2 separate regions of the Mus musculus genome follow, and region 1 is linked to region 2. The links are chromatin contacts, called in public Hi-C maps. All regions are on one chromosome and are shown on one strand. The core of a region is the stretch at or near the end of the contact, and the rest is flanking DNA. Distances in the headings are between cores, read along the strand shown. Region 1 has its middle 16 kb from the start of Gm23298. Region 2 has its middle 11 kb from the start of Gm51986.

Region 1 (2,700 bases), core at 37-2,536, 170 kb before region 2:
TTCTGGGACTGGGTATTTTTTATTTTGTAAAGATTTATCTATTTTACTTTATGTGCACGGTGTTTGCCTGTATGAATGCTTGTGCACCACATGTGCACCTGGTGCCCTCAGAGGTCAGAAGAGGGCGTCAGGATTCACTGGAACTGCACTTACAGATGGTTGTGAGTCAGAGCACCAAAGCACTGGCAGGGATTCATGTTTGCTGGACACAGAAGAAGGCATTTGGGAGCGAGTGGAGCTCCCTGGCCTTCTCCAGAGGTGCACCTGCCGGGAGCCTCCAGGTGACCTGGAAGCTCTAGATATGTTAATAACTTTAATCTAGGATGTAGACCTTGGTTTCAAAGTTCTCTGCCTGACCCCTGGTAATTATGGCACCTAGAGGATGCAATAAAGCCTTGTGTGGTAGTCTCCTACTTACTTAGTCTCCAAGGTCCATGCAGCCTGGCCTTCATCTTCCTCTTCATCCCCATCCTGGTTTACCCTTCTGCCCAACTATTCCGCACCCCTTCCTGTGTTCTCTGCCTTTTCTTTGTCCTCACAACCTTCATTACTCTCTCTTGCCCTCCCTGCTGCCTTTCATCCACAGCCAATGAAATACCCACAGTCCCTGGGACCCTGTCAGGCCCAGAAGAGACAAGGGTAGCAGAGGAAGACACAGGTCACAAGATGCACACTTGAGAACCAAGAATGTACAAAGTGGTCCGGTGTGCCTAGCCCTCACCCCGCCCTGGCCTTTAGCCGATGTTGGAGGAATATCTGTTGAAACAACTGTATCTGTGATAGATGGACTATGTTCGAATACCTCCTCAACCCTGGTCCCTGTGAATGTGGCTTTAATTTGAAGTAGGGTCTCTGCAGATGTTAGCAAGCCACAGTGAGAATGTATCAGCTCAGGGGGACCCTGGTATGGCACTTGGAGACCTTACAAGAAGAGCATCGCACTGTGAGAAGATCGGGGAGGAACTGGAGTGGAGCAGGTATGAGAACAGCAAGGCCAAGAATCACCAGAATCTAAAAAGAAGGAAGAACAGATTTTTGAGCCTTCAAGACACATCAGGAACTTTTTCAACACCTTGATTTTGGGCATCTGTCTTTCAGAACCGAGACAATACAATCCTGTAATATTAAATTGTCCCCTGTACTGATGAGTTCTAAGGCCGCTCTAGAAAACTATTTATCTAGGACTCCTAACTCTCGTTTCCATTCTCAGGCTACAGCTGCCTAAAGTTCAGGATAGATCTCGTCCTCTCAGACCTGGAGGAGGCCGTCTCCTTCGCCGACGCTAGAAGGCGCTAGAAGGCTGTGCCAGCGCCACCTCTTGGGCTGGCTAAAGGTTTGGTTTCTGGTGCAGTGCAGTGTGACTTGCTGGGATCCTAAATCCAAGCTGGTGATTGGATACTCGTTTCTGTAAGCTCTTTTCAGAGAAAAGGGTGTTTGTCCTGTCGGGGAGCCGAAAGTGGTTTCTCTCCTTTCAAAACTGCCCTGTCAACCCGGGCTCCCGCTTTACAACTGTACAGCCTCAGCTCTTAAGAGAGACCTATGTTCAGGGACCTATGGCCTCCCAGGCTGGCGAAAGGTTGCCTGCCGTGCAAGGAGGCGGCGGGCCACAAGGCCTGAGGATGCAGAGGATGCAGAAATGCTTTGCCAGGGGAGTTTAGGCAGAACTTAGTATTTTCAAATGCCACCTTGACAGCATCCTTTGGCTGAGTCACAAGCCGAAATCCAGGTGGGAATTCTTAGTCCTTCTGTCCTCTCAGTCTCAGAGAATTTACTCCAGAGTTGTGGATCTTTTTAAAAACATATTCTTTTTACATTTAGTGTGTGTGTGTGTGTGTGTGCATGTGTGTGTGTGTGTCTTGTTTTCATGTACCTCTGTGTACCACGAGCCTGCTTACGCTACAGAGGCCAGAAAAGGGCATCTGGTGTCCTTGGAACTGGAGTTACAGGTAATTGTGAGCCGCCATATGTGTGCTGGGAATTGAACCTGGGTTCTTTGGAAGAGCAGCTTGTACTCTCCCACAAAAAAAATATTTCTTTTAAAAACTATTGTGCACGTGCCCACATGTGTGGAGGTCAGACATCTCACAAAAGTCATTTCTCTTCTTCCACTATGTGGGTTCTGGGGTCAGGTCTAGAGAGTGAGTTCCAGGACAGCCAGGGCCACACAGAGAAACCCTGTCTCAGAAAACAAACATGCAAATAAATAAATAAATAAATAAATAAATAAATGAAATTATACACTTACAGAAAGCTTCCTGCCCCCCTCCAGATATTGTTACACGCTTCTTAAAAGTGAACACGTAGTCTGGAGAGATGGCTCAGCTGTTCAGAGCACTGAGTGCTCTTCCAGGGGTCCTGAGTTCAATTCCCAGCAATCACATGGAGGCTCACAACCATTTGTAATGTGATCTGGCGCCCTCTTCTGGTGTGTCTGAAAACAGCTACAGTGTGTTCATACACATTAAATTTTTTTTTTAAGTGAAGACATTCTTCTGTGTGGTCATGACGCACTCATCGACTCTAGAGCTCACCAGTAGCACACGATCATCCAGCCTGCACACCCTGCTCCGCGTTCTCCTCATCTAGTTCATGCCTGTAAAACCGTCATCCCCTCAAGGACTGAGTGGGCTGACCACCCAGTTCTCAAGCCCCGGCTGTGTGGCTCTCGTTCCCTTCTGGTGTCTTCACGCCCCACAGAGT
Region 2 (2,734 bases), core at 68-2,567:
TCTCTCTCTCAAGACAGGGTTTCTCTGTGTAGCTCTGGCTGTCCTGGAACTCATTTTGTAGGCCAGGCTGGCCTTGAACTCAGAAATCCACCTGCCTCTGCCTCCCAAGTGCTGGGATTAAAGGCATGCGCCACTGTTTGTTTCCTGAGAAGCATCTCCAGGGATGGGAAGCTCCAATCTAGACCAGAACTGGGGGTGAGTTGAAAAGAGCATCCACAGTCACGCGTGTCATAATGATGTTCCAATACATGTTATATTTTCCAGGATGTGCTACAAAGAACACTGGCCTTGAGCGCAAGGGCCTGAACTTCCATTTCCAAGTCATGTGATCTCGGGCAAGTTCTTAGCCACTATGGACCTTATTATATAAACCCAGGAAAGGGATGTTGTGAGACCACAAACTAGAAACCAGTGTGAAAGGGTCCGGTTTATAATGTGCTAGGTATACGACGGTCAAAGCAGAGCCTTTGTTTTCTATCCTAAAGGAAGGAATGACCTACAGATCAGCCCAGGCCAATCACGCAGCGCTGTGCAGTCACAAAGCCCGCCCTCCCCCTGCTGCCGGAGCCCCAGCTCACTTTCCCACCAGAATCTGCAGCATGTTGCCATCTGCTGGGAAGAAGACGGTAGTGGACATCCAAGCATCCCTACCTAAACTGCAGGAAGCCAGAGTGAAGGAAATCCTAAAGAAAAGAAGGGTAGGAACTGGGCAGCGAACCTTTGACCTGTGAGACAGACAGGGCCCCCTCCATTGGCCAACAACTCGTCAGAATAATATTTCAATTCGCTTTTATTTTTTTAAAGTGATAGGATATTATTTAAGGAAAGAAATCCTGACACACCGTTGAACCTCGAGGATGCTATCTATGCTAATGAAGTAAGCTAGTGGGGAAAAAAATCTGGTTAAGAACATTGGGTGCTCTTGCAAAAGACCCTGGCTTAGTTCCCAATGCCCACATGGTAGCTCTCAACCATCTGTAACTCAAGTTCCAGGAGATCCAATGCCTTCTCCTGGCACCTTTCAGACACCACGCATGCGCATACTGTACGCACATACGTGCAGGCAAAGCAGCCGCACACACAAAATAAAATAAATCTTTAACAAGACAAACAAACAAAAATTGGCTCACAAGACAGCTCATCAGTGGGAGCAAACACAGAGATCGACAAAGATTTGTGTTTAATCCCAGAAACCCACATGGTGGAGGACAGAACTGGTTCCAACAAGTTAACCTCTGACCTCCACATGTGTGCTGTACAGCACTCAATAAATAAACAAACATGTAAAGAGAATGACAAATACTGCCTTGTTCCACTTCCTGGGTCTGTGTCTAAAGTTGCCGTAGACACAGGAAGTAGAATGGAGTTTGCCAGCACAGGGAGTGGGGCCAGGGATCATCTCTTAACGGGTTCTGAGGTTTGCCAAATGAAGCATTCTGGAAACGGATTGCGCAACAATGTAAATATATTTAACATCACTAAGTCACATGTGTAGAAATGGTTCAAATGCCCAAGAGACAGAGGAGGGCAGATCTCTGAGTTTGAGACCAGCCTGATCTACTACAGGGCAAGTTCAAGGACAACCAGGGCTACACAGAGAAACCCTGTCTTGAAAGACCAAAAAGACAAGACAAGACAAGACAAGACAAGACAAGACAAGAGAAAAAAAGAAAAGAAAAAGAAGAAAGCAAAAATAAAGAAAAGGGGTTCAAATAAGACAGGGTTTCTCTGTGTAGCCCTGGTTGTCCTGGAACTCACTCTGTAGGCCAGGCTGGCTTCGAACTCAGAAATCAGCCTGCCTCTGCCTCCTGAGTGCTGGGATTAAAGGCATGCATGAATGACCATTGCCCGGCTCAAGTGATAAATTTTGATCGCATATTTTACCTCAATAAAAAGCCCAATAAAAGACAATGGAGGTGTGCAACTCCACGCCAGAGAATCACAATAAATGCTGACTGAATAAAGATAGGCACACAGCCTCAGACATGGGGTGAAGGCAGCAATGGGCATTTCCATTGATTATTTTTTCCTTGTCTTTCCTGTTCTCATCTCAAGGCCAAAATTAATTAACTAAATAATTGATTTGAAACAGTGTTTCACTGTGTAGCCCTAGCTGTTCTGAAACTCACTCTGTAGACCAGGCTGGCCTCAAACTCACAGAGATCCACCTGCTTCTGCCTGCCCAGTGCTAAGACTAAAGGCGTGTGCCACCACACCTGGCTCAAACTTTTCAGATAAGTTAGAGGACAGTGTGGCACTTAGTTCAACTAACCAGAGCATCCTCCTAGAGGGCCTGGCTCTCCTGACCTCTAGTGGCAGTCACAGGCTACAGAGCAGAAAAATCCTGGATTATGGGAGTCTCCATAGTCATCTACGTGACCTTATGAGAGTAAAGAGACTTCTCTCCTGCAATTATAAACATACATAGATACAGAAATCATTATAAAGAGTGGCTCTCCAATGCCACATGGCCAGCAAGTGACCAGCAGAGGCTTTGCCTTCTCTATCAGGGCCACCTCTCCACAGAAGTAGGGAGAGAGGCAAGGTCCTCCTGAGGTCTTGTCAGCTCAACTGCTGCTTGGCAAAGGACAAAGTCTCCTTTAAGACACCCCAAGCCAGTGCCAGGCGTGGTGGCACACGCCTTTAATCCCAGCACTCGGGAGGCAGAGGCAGGCAGATTTCTGAGTTCGAGGCCAGCCTGGTCTACAGAGTGAGTTCCAGGACAGCCAGAGCT

The links. Hi-C and Micro-C count contacts between places; a contact is called where the count stands out from the background.
Region 1: a contact with region 2 is called in a Hi-C map of differentiating embryonic stem cells, with 5 times the contacts expected there. The contact joins two enhancer-like sites. A contact is called at or near these places in 1 of 39 promoter capture datasets (neural stem cells), 9 of 15 datasets of contacts at CTCF or cohesin (CD8 T cells, the G1E-ER4 cell line, the NIH/3T3 cell line and 3 more), 39 of 484 Hi-C or Micro-C datasets (B cells, the Ba/F3 cell line, the G1E-ER4 cell line and 19 more), 16 of 115 datasets of contacts at active chromatin or transcription factors (the HPC-7 cell line, T-cell acute lymphoblastic leukemia, craniofacial prominence and 11 more) and 4 of 9 other capture datasets (adipose tissue, embryonic stem cells, liver and 1 more).

Annotation. Positions count from the first base shown.
Region 1 is chr12:80,894,002-80,896,701 of GRCm38.p6, reverse strand. No RefSeq gene overlaps it. Among named protein-coding and RNA genes, the nearest start is that of Gm23298, 16 kb to the left of the region's middle. Within about 2 kb of position 1,286, at least 32 of the 459 cell types and tissues checked have an H3K27ac peak or open chromatin away from gene starts, as enhancers often do. A contact at or near this core is called in differentiating embryonic stem cells, where this site is marked.
Region 2 is chr12:80,728,589-80,731,322 of GRCm38.p6, reverse strand. No RefSeq gene overlaps it. Among named protein-coding and RNA genes, the nearest start is that of Gm51986, 11 kb to the right of the region's middle. Within about 2 kb of position 1,317, at least 19 of the 459 cell types and tissues checked have an H3K27ac peak or open chromatin away from gene starts, as enhancers often do. A contact at or near this core is called in differentiating embryonic stem cells, where this site is marked.